Regions from separate parts of the Mus musculus genome. Here region 1 is linked to region 2. A link is a contact called in public promoter capture Hi-C data. All regions are on one chromosome and are shown on one strand. Each heading gives the region's core, a stretch centred on a gene start, on an enhancer-like site or on the middle of the called end of the contact. The rest is flanking DNA. Distances are from core to core; before and after follow the strand shown.

Region 1 (4,683 bases), core at 1,387-3,886, 180 kb before region 2:
CAAAGGCTCCTACACTAATACCTGCCTTTGAACCCCAGCCTATCAACTCCTGACTCCCCCTTCCCACGTGGTCCCACCCTACCAGGAAGTAACCAAATCTGAACCAGTGCCCCTACACCTAATGAAAAGGGACCTAGAAAACCTGTCACTTGTTGGGTGATATTAGTCTGTTGGGTCACAGATTTGTCTGGCCTCTGTGGGCACCAGGAACACACATGTCTTTTAGTCAGTGAAGAGACACCATAACCACGGCAACTCTTATAATGGAAAGCATTGAATTGGAGTTGGTTTACAGTTTCAGAGATTTAATCTGTTGTTATCATGGCAGGGAACACGGCAGCATCCAGGTAGAAAAAGTTCTGGAGAAAGAGCTAAGAGTCCTACATCTAAGTCTGCAGACAGTAGGAAAAAAGAGAGACTCTGGGTTTGGTATGGTCTTTTGAAACCTCAAAGCCCATCCTCAGTGACATACTTCCTCCAACAAGGCCACACCTACTTCAACAACACCACGCCCCCTAATCCTTCTCAAGTGGTGCTACTCTCTGATAACTAAGCATTCAAATATATGAACCTATGAAGGCCATTCTTATTCAAACCACTACGTGGTACCGAAACAGACAGACAGACAAAAACATCAATACACTTAAAATAACAATAAGTAATAATAATAATAATAATAATAATAATAATAATAATAAATGATGTGTTAATGGCCAAAGGGAACTTCTTACCCCTCCAGGGTAATGACCAGGGTAACAGAAAGCTTTTCTACAAGGTTGATTGTCAAAGAGGGGTGACTTGAAGTTTGCCAGGCACACAAACAGGAATCATTTTAAGAACTAGTGCATAGATAGGCTGGAGCCTATAGATGTGGATATGTGTTAAGAAGTCTATTTTTCTTATCAGGTACACTTTTTAACTACAAGTTCAGTAAGAAGAACAAATACAGTCATGGATCAGGAGTATTAAAATGGTTATGAAACAATTTAAGTGTAAATGAAAATTAATTTTTTTGCAATAGGATGGGAAATCGATTAAACTATTAGAAAGAACTTGCATGTGTTATTTTGAGTTCCTGTTGCTTATCACTTTTATATCTGTTTGAAAGGGAAAACAAAAAAGAAACTAAAAGCTCCCATTAGCTCCCAGTGATGGCTCAGGCCTGCAGTTCCAGCACTCGGAAGTCAGGCAGGAGAATCGTCCAAGTTCAAAGCCAACCTAAGCTACACAGTAAGTTCCAGGGCCGTCTCAAAACAACAACAAAGCAAAATTAGCAATGATTAGAAGTTACCTGTAATGGTAACATTGTTCTGTAATGGTGAACATTGTTTAGAGGAAATATTTACTGTGCTAGGCTTGTAAAACCAAATTGTTTTTAACTTGTATAAGCAATGAGGAAGTTGCTCCTACCTTAAATGTACCCTGTGAGCTGACCTGAAAATGGACTACTTCCTGGTACGGTTGGGCTCTTCTTAAAAGAAAAAAAAATGCTGATTGTTGCAAAATGCTTTACTCTCTCAGCTATTCTACAAGGTAATGGGTCACAAGATTGAACAGGCTAAACTGCTAAGGCCCAGTTTTGTATCAAATGCTTGCTTGTTTGGATTATCTGAGACACCTTTGAGATGCCTGTTAGAAAAGCAAGCCTTGCCTGAACCCAGATAGGATATGAGTTGATTTAGTTCCCAAAACTACTAGTTTATGGTTTTTGCCTTTATAACCCTTAGATTAACAATAACTGGGGCCTTGCCTAGGGAACTCTAGTCCTGGCCAGTCTCTTTTTAATAAAAATCCTCTAACTTACTAAAACTAAAACCTGAATCAGACTGGTGAATCTCTGAATGACCACCAGACCCACAACCTTTTCCACAAAAGAACACTTTCCTTTTACAAGGTCAGTACTGATTAAATATTCACAAATGGACACAGTAGACAGGATCCAAAATAACACACAAGGAGGATAAACTCCATTCCAATCTTTAAGCAAAGGAGGTTTGTGAAGGGTCAAGATGGGGCATATACCAGGATCCTCTTTCAATGGAGAGGCATGGCCTGGCAAGCTGGTCAAACTTGACTGGACTAACACAAGGATGGAGACATCAATAAAATTAGAAGCATGGTGTTGTAGGTCAAAGTCTAAGGGCCAGAGCCGCAGTAACGGGAAAGGGGGAGAAGTAACGAAGGCTGAAAATAGAACCAAGCAGATTTGATAAATCAACATGCAAGGAATCCAGAAGAACATCTAGAAACCTCTGTCCGCCAACACCGGAGAAGCAACCTTTTACAGAAATAAATGGTATTTTGCATGTCAGCAGCTGGGGTATCTCTGAGCTATCTGGATAATGTGACAGCCATATTGAGAAGTAAGCGACAGTGGACTCGCAGGAGTGTTGGAGGCAGTTAGAAGCCACTTGTAGACAACCATTGTCACAGTGCTGAAACAGGCACCTCCAGAAGTCCAGGTCTGGAGAAGGGTGAGGAACCCAAGGAGGCACCACCACAAACCTGTGCGGTGAGGCTCTGGCCGGGGTGAGACCCTGTCACCTCCGGGTGCAGCCAGGGCTCTTCGAGGGAGCAAGTGGACGGGCGGACCACGTGGCCCTCAGCCAGTTGCCCCCAGCCGAGCCCAGCCCACCGACTTCCGCTTCCTGTAGTGTCGGGTACAGGGTCGGAAGCGAGGCCAGGCCGGGCCAGGGTGGGCAGTAGCCTGTGTCCTGCAGGGGGAGCAGCGGCTCTAGGCCGTCTAGGCTTCCCAGAGAGGCTGAGTGGGCGGCTGTGGGCGGATGCGGCCGCCAGCGACGCCCCCAGACCCGACCAAGGAGCCAGGGTGCAAAGGCACCACCCGAGGCCTGAGGAAGCGAGGCCTTCCGCTGACGCCAGAGCCAGGCGAGGGGGGAGGCTGCAGCCTGGAGGCCAGGGGGTGCGAGGAGGAGAGCAGGCAGAAGCAGAGGATGGTGACCCAGGCTTCTGGGAGAGAAGAGACAGAAGGTGACAAGTTGGGTGAGACATCCGCGTCCTGGAAGGTAGCAAGCAGAGGAGGGTCGGTGAACAGGGGGCCTAGAGCAGTGAAGGAGGCAGAACCCTCTCTCATCCCAGAAGACGCAGTAAGGAAGCTGGTGGTCACCCCGACCCCGAAGCCTTTTTTTCCTCAGCTGCCTCTGTCTTTGCTCTACTACTAACCTTTAGTTGTATTTGTGTGGTATTTACCAGTGCACTTGGTGAGGAGAGGTGAGATGGGAAGGATTAAAAAAATTAAATAAGTGTATGCCCATTTAGGAGCTCAATCATTATAATTACTGTCGAGGGAATTAATAATACTAGTGGTTTGTTTTAACTAGAGTAAATGATGCTATCTATAAAGGTTTTTCTGCTGTTTTAGAATTTATAGAGGTTTATTTCTAGTTCTTAATTAGATCTTAAAGCTGGCCAAGGCGATTCACACCCATAATCTACCAGGTGGGAGGCTGAAGCAGGAGAATCTCAAGTTCGAGGTCAGCCTGTGTTATGCAATGGACCCTGTTTAAAAATTTTTAATACTTAATATGAAAATCAGTTTGTATGTCTAAATAGCTCATCAGGAAAATACAAATGGATGGCTTCACAGATTTTTCTGTTAACTGATATTGCTTCTTTCTGCCCAGTGTAAAAATGTCTTCTGGTGTGTTTTCTTGTTTTGATCAGCCAAAGAGAATGGAAAAATTACTGAGGCCCCAAGTGATGATCCACAGCCAGGGACTGACCTGGTAAGAAAGACATCAATAACCAGTTCGGAGTCTTTGCAAACAGTGGAGTGCAGTGAATTTCAAAATATGGCTTTCTTACAGTCTTTGGATAAGGAAGAATTGGGAGAAGGTATTAAAAGAAGAATGCGAATTAAAAAATGTAAAAGTTTAGAAAATCCACCTCTTGAAATAACTAAAAATGAGGCAACACAAAATATTAAAGTTGAATTCCAAGATGAACTGTTCAAGAATACCCCAAAACATTCTTGTAACAGCTTATCACCTGGAGTAGAAAAAAATTGCAGCTTTGAATTGCATGATTACAGTTTTCTCCATTCTGAAGGTTGTAATAATGAAAACAACTTTGAGGATAAACCTCATGATGTATGTCTACACACTGAAGAGAACTCTTTGAAGTTAAAGAAAGAAAACCTTAGGAATCTTGCAGAGAAAGATGACACAAGAACTACTACTAAGCTTTTAAAAACTGAAAAAAGTGTAATAGCCAGTAAGTTACTGCTTGAAGAAAGTCATTTATACCAAAATAAAAACAATGGCTTGACTTCTTGCCTTCAAAGTGAAAAAAACAAATATTCAGTAGAGGAGAACAACACTGGGAGAAAACACAGGAAAAAAATGAAGTCTGGAAAAGAAGAAAAAAATATTAATCTTACTTTGTCTAATGTATGTAACAATTCTGTGTTGGTGTTACAAGAAAACCAAATGGGTATGGAAGGGAAAGAAGCAGAGACCTTAGAACCTAAAAAAAGTTTTCTAAAAGCTTTAAGAAAAATAAACCATAATACACTCCCTCCGGTGGACCATTTGTGTCTCCCCAAAACAGTGGGGAAAACAAGTTCTAGGCATCACATAAATGCTATGCTTCAGAAAACCCTCGAATCAAGTTTGAAAGAGGATATAAAAAATACTTCAGAGTCCTTAGGATGCAAACGTATAGAGC
Region 2 (4,700 bases), core at 1,834-4,333:
ACAACAACAGTATGAAATAGCTGGTGGGCATGGAGCAAAATGGCTTCAGCTTTGTGAGGGAGGCAGGACTCAACGCCTATAAATGTGTTGAATGTGGGAAAACATTTGCTCAGATCAGCGACTTCACAGTACAGAGACTCTTACAAGTGTAAGGAATGTGGAAAAGTTTTCATTCTAAGTAAAACCCTCCTCTTACAGCAGAGCCCAAACAGAGGAGAAAAACTTTGGTTGTAAAAAGTAGGGAGATGTTTAGTTCCAAGTCAAACCTCACTGACCATATAAGAATGCAGAGCAGAGAGAAGCCTTACAAATGCACCCAGTGTGATGAAGCTTTAGCCAGAGTGCTTATCTGTGCGACATCAGAGACTCCACAATGGAGAAAAGTCCTACGGAGTGTGGGAGAGTTTTTATTCCGAAGAAGAGCCTCATTTTCCATGGAAGCTTCCACACTGGAGAGACTCTCCATGAGCGCAAAGACTGTGGACTCAACAGAGACCTTTCTGACCATGAGAGACTCCGTCACGGGGAGAAGCCATATAAATGGAGAGTGTGGGAAAGCCTTTATTATGACCAAAAGTTTCATGGTCCCTCACAAGCACAAGCTCCACACCCAGGAGAAAGCATTCAAGTGTGAGGACTGTGGGAAGGTGTTATCATTCAAGCCTGCTCGTACTGTAGAGTCCACACTGGAGAAAAGCCCTTTGAATGTAGTGAGTATAGGAGAGCTTTCAGTTCAGTCAGGAACCTCACTGAGCATAAAGCAATCCACAGTGGTAAGACGCCTGTGAGTGCAGTGAGTGTGGAAAGGCTTTACCCACACAGAAACCTTACTGAACATCAACGAATTCACAGTGTGGGGAAAAAAAATCTTATGAATGTCATATATGCAGAAAAATCCTTACCCCTAGCAGAAATCTTATGGTCGGTCCATCAACGAATTCACACTGGAGGAAATAAACTTATAAATGTGGAAAGTGTCAAAGAGATTTTAGCCAGAATGAGAATTTGGTGGTACAGCAGAGAATACACACTGAGGAAAAACCTTATGAGTGTGAGAAACGCAGCAAATCTTTTGCCTCCAAGAGAAATGTAATTGGCCAGCATAGAATTCACACAGGGGAGAAATCCTATGGGTGTAATGATTGTAATAAAGTTTTTAGGCAAAAAATAAAACATCACTGTACAACAGAAAGTTCACACAGATGAAAATTACCATGAGTGTGTGGGGTTCACAAAGGAATTCTTATGGACTTCAAGACTTCATCAATAACAAAAGTTCATACTGTGGGAGAATTATTTGGGCTGCAAATATGAGTCCATTGAGTCCCAAACAGAGATTCGGGAAATCTAGGTAGGGCTAGGCATATGCATTAGTATAAGAGTGCTTACCAGCATACACGAGATCCTGGGTGTGATGGTCTGAATATGCCCGGCACTATTAGAAGGTGTGGCCCTGTTGGAATAGGTGTGTCACTGAGGGTGTGGGTTATAAGACCCTCATCCTAGCTGCCTGGAATCCAGTATTCTGTTAGCAGCCTTCAGAAGATGTAGAACTCTCAGCTCCTCCTGTACCATGCCTGCATGGATGCTGCCATGTCCCTGCCTTAATGATAATGGACTGAACCTCTGAACCTGTAAGTCAGCCCCAATTAAATGTTGTCCTTATAAGAGTTGCCTTGGTCATGATATCTGTTCACAGCAGAAATGTCCTAACTAAGACACTGGATTTGAACCCAGAACAGTAAAAAAGAAAAATACAGTCATATGTGAAACAGCACACAATCACAGTGAAGTAACTGTTGAATATGACCCCCTAGGTCTTAATAGGGAAAACTCATGACCGCTCTGACAGACAAGTTGAAGAAACTTCACCTAGGTTTCTAAAGTCTAGAAAAACAATCTCAATTCTAATTAAAAGATAGTTTGTACCAAATCATTTATTGTGACTCTGGAAAGAGGCTCTGGAGCACTTTAAGACTGAAGAAACTGAGTTTGTCTCATAAAGGGTAATGGTGAGGTTGTAAATGATAGCAAAATAAGTTTTTTAATTTAAAAACTGGTCATTGTTTCTAAACATGTACATCATACATTTTCTTAACATGGTGTAGGTGCTACAGAAAACCTATATAATAGTGTAATCCAGAGTTGTGATCCAGTTCTGCTGCCTGAGAACAACCTGTGAAGAGCACTGGATTTAGGCTCAGAAGACATGGGTTTGGAGTCTGGATCTCCCCTATACTATGTGATGTCATTTATGGCCTCAAACTCTTAGTGCCCCAGCCCCAGCCTCTTGAGAGCTGGGATCACAGATGTGAGCCACCAGTCCTTGGCATGATACTGTGTAATCATTTAAGATTTACCCAATGAGGAACCCGAGTAAAGGGCGCTGCCTTCCTCTGGGTTTATCATTTCAAACACACAAAACCAAAGAGCGGTAACTGGAGTATTGTGAAACTCATTTGGGGGGCATCTCTGCCTGAAATGTTTGTGAGTTTTGTTATTGTTAGGTTTGATTTTTGTTTTGAGGACCCGGTCTCTCTATGTAGCCCTGGCTAAGCTGGAACTCACTATGTAGATCAGGCCAACCTCCAGTGCACAGAGATCCACAAGATTATGGTATGGCTCTGTGTGCTGGTGTGCACCACCACTTCTAACGGTTTTGAAATCTTTTGAGACAGTTAAGTACATCTGAATATGAATAGTTGTTAATTTTTCTTATTGGCAATGATGGTGGTGTACTTGGAATAAAGAGTTTTACTGTTTATAATTTCCAAAATTGACCTTAATTATATATGAGAATTAAGGCAAATATTGTCGAGATGAAGGATAGGGGTATCCTCTGTACCATCCATCAACCTTTCTGTACCATTTGATATTTTGAAGATAAAAATGCTGAGGGAATTTTCTAAGATCGTCAGCTCTGGTAGGTAGGGGCTCGGCTTGGGAGAGTGCCGCTGCCTGGCGGGCTAAAGCCCTGCCCGCCCTGGGCACCGAGGTGTACGACCCCCGTCGATTCCTAGAGAGGCCGGCCTGCCTGGGGAGCCGGAAGCCCGGCGCAAGGCACTTCCTGTCCGGTCATTGTTCTCAGCCCCGTTGCTGCCGAGAGACTCTGGAGTCTCATCCGCGAAGCGGCACCGGCCCGGTTGGGCCTTCGTGGCGAGCCGGTCGCAGCGGGCGGCGAGGGGCGCGGGACTGTTCTCCACCGACCATCGCGGGGCCGGGAGGTAGCTCGGGGTGTCCGGGCCGGGCGGCGAGCCTGCTGGTCGGGATGGAGGAGGGCGGCCTGTGCAGATGTCTCGGGCCTGCTGGGGCCAGGGGCCCGACAGTCTGGCCAGGAGACTCAGGCACGTGGTGAGACGAGTCTCAGAGGCTCTCCTGCCAGAATAACCCGCCAGAATTACTCTTTGAGGCCGTGGTGAAAAGCGTGGCATTACTTAGGAATTTAAGTTTGCACAGTGAAGATGATGTTGGAAAATGAATATGAGTACCCTGAAGCAGCAGCAGAATAAGGCAATTTAGTAAACATTAGCACCGGTTTCTAGTAAAAGAACCAAAGAGGGATAGAAGCACAAACCTCAAACTCCTTATATACAGCTAAAATAGATTGTTTGGCTTTATTTAAAATAAAACAAAACCCCTGTCGGCTTATCTGAAATAAAGAAGTCCCGTTAATTAGTAGTCGTGTGCCTGGCTTTAGATGCTGTTTTAGAAAGCCGTTTGGCAATAAATATAAACCCTTAAGCTAGTGATCACGCAGTTCCTTCTAAAGGAGTAATGCAGCTGGTCAAAGGAATTCTTCGTACAGGAAACTATTACTAAAATAAGCAATAAAGCCCACGTTTGCTAAAGAAAAGATTGTAAATTTAAAATCTTTTTGAATTGTGTGTCAGAATTGTGTGTGTGTGTGTGTGTGTTCTGTAGCTAGCGTATATTGAAAGACAAGACTTGTAAAACACTCATTGAGTCAAGAACTGGTTGTGGCTCAGTGGTAGAGCATTTGTCTAGTATACATTAGGCCTTTGTATGGATTCCCAGCACGGTAGAAACAAGCAAAACCACCAGTCCAGAAGGGTGAACCCTGTGCAAGTGCAGCCTGAAGGTGCACACACTGGGGACTGGGTAGGGTATCACCCAATTTGTGTATGTATATGTTTATGCGAAAGTATGTATAGGTCAGTTTTATGTGTTTATTGACAATTATAGAGTATTTGTGCAACAATTAAAAATAAGGATAAACAAGGTCAACATGAGTAATTTTGTTTTACAACCAAAATTTAGTCTTATCAAATATTTGGAAGATGTGGGAACTACAAAAATGAAACAGACAAAAAGAACCTCAAAAGTACTTGTAGTTATACTCTCTGAAATAATCATTCTTTTCTCCTTGGTAGTGAATCTCTCTAAGATCCCCTTTTTAAAAATCCGTCTAGCTGGGCAGTAGTAGTACACCTCAGCACTTGGGAGGCAGAGGCAGGCAGATCTCTTGAGTTCAAGGCCAGCCTGGTCTATAGAGTGAGTTCCAGGAAAACCAAGGCTATACAAAGAACCTCTGTCTCAAGGAAACAAGAAAACAAAACAAAATCAGTTCCCATAGTAAAAAAAAAACTGTAAGTAAAATAATAATTATCACTGGATTGGAACTTTTCCTTACTCTTTTTCTATATAATAGTTTTTACAGTTAAAATGTTAATTCATTCTTT

Evidence for each region. Promoter capture Hi-C pulls out the DNA fragments that hold promoters and counts their contacts.
Region 1: a contact with region 2 is called in a promoter capture Hi-C map of embryonic stem cells, with 2.3 times the contacts expected there. The contact joins the promoter of Topaz1 here to the promoter of Zfp105 in region 2. A contact is called at or near these places in 18 of 39 promoter capture datasets (the 3T3-L1 cell line, the C10 cell line, the HPC-7 cell line and 13 more), 1 of 15 datasets of contacts at CTCF or cohesin (stem cell-derived epiblast-like cells), 14 of 484 Hi-C or Micro-C datasets (3T3-L1-derived adipocytes, the C10 cell line, bone marrow-derived macrophages and 6 more), 9 of 115 datasets of contacts at active chromatin or transcription factors (astrocytes, embryonic stem cells, fetal liver and 3 more) and 3 of 9 other capture datasets (adipose tissue, liver and macrophages).

Annotation. Positions count from the first base shown.
Region 1 is chr9:122,744,563-122,749,245 of GRCm38.p6, forward strand. It overlaps Topaz1 (testis and ovary specific PAZ domain containing 1), which reads left to right and starts at 2,637. Exons shown (of 20, transcript NM_001199736.2): 1 at 2,637-3,000; 2 at 3,682-4,683. The coding sequence starts at 2,784.
Region 2 is chr9:122,919,995-122,924,694 of GRCm38.p6, forward strand. It overlaps Zfp105 (zinc finger protein 105), which reads left to right and starts at 3,084. Exons shown (of 4, transcript NM_009544.2): 1 at 3,084-3,224.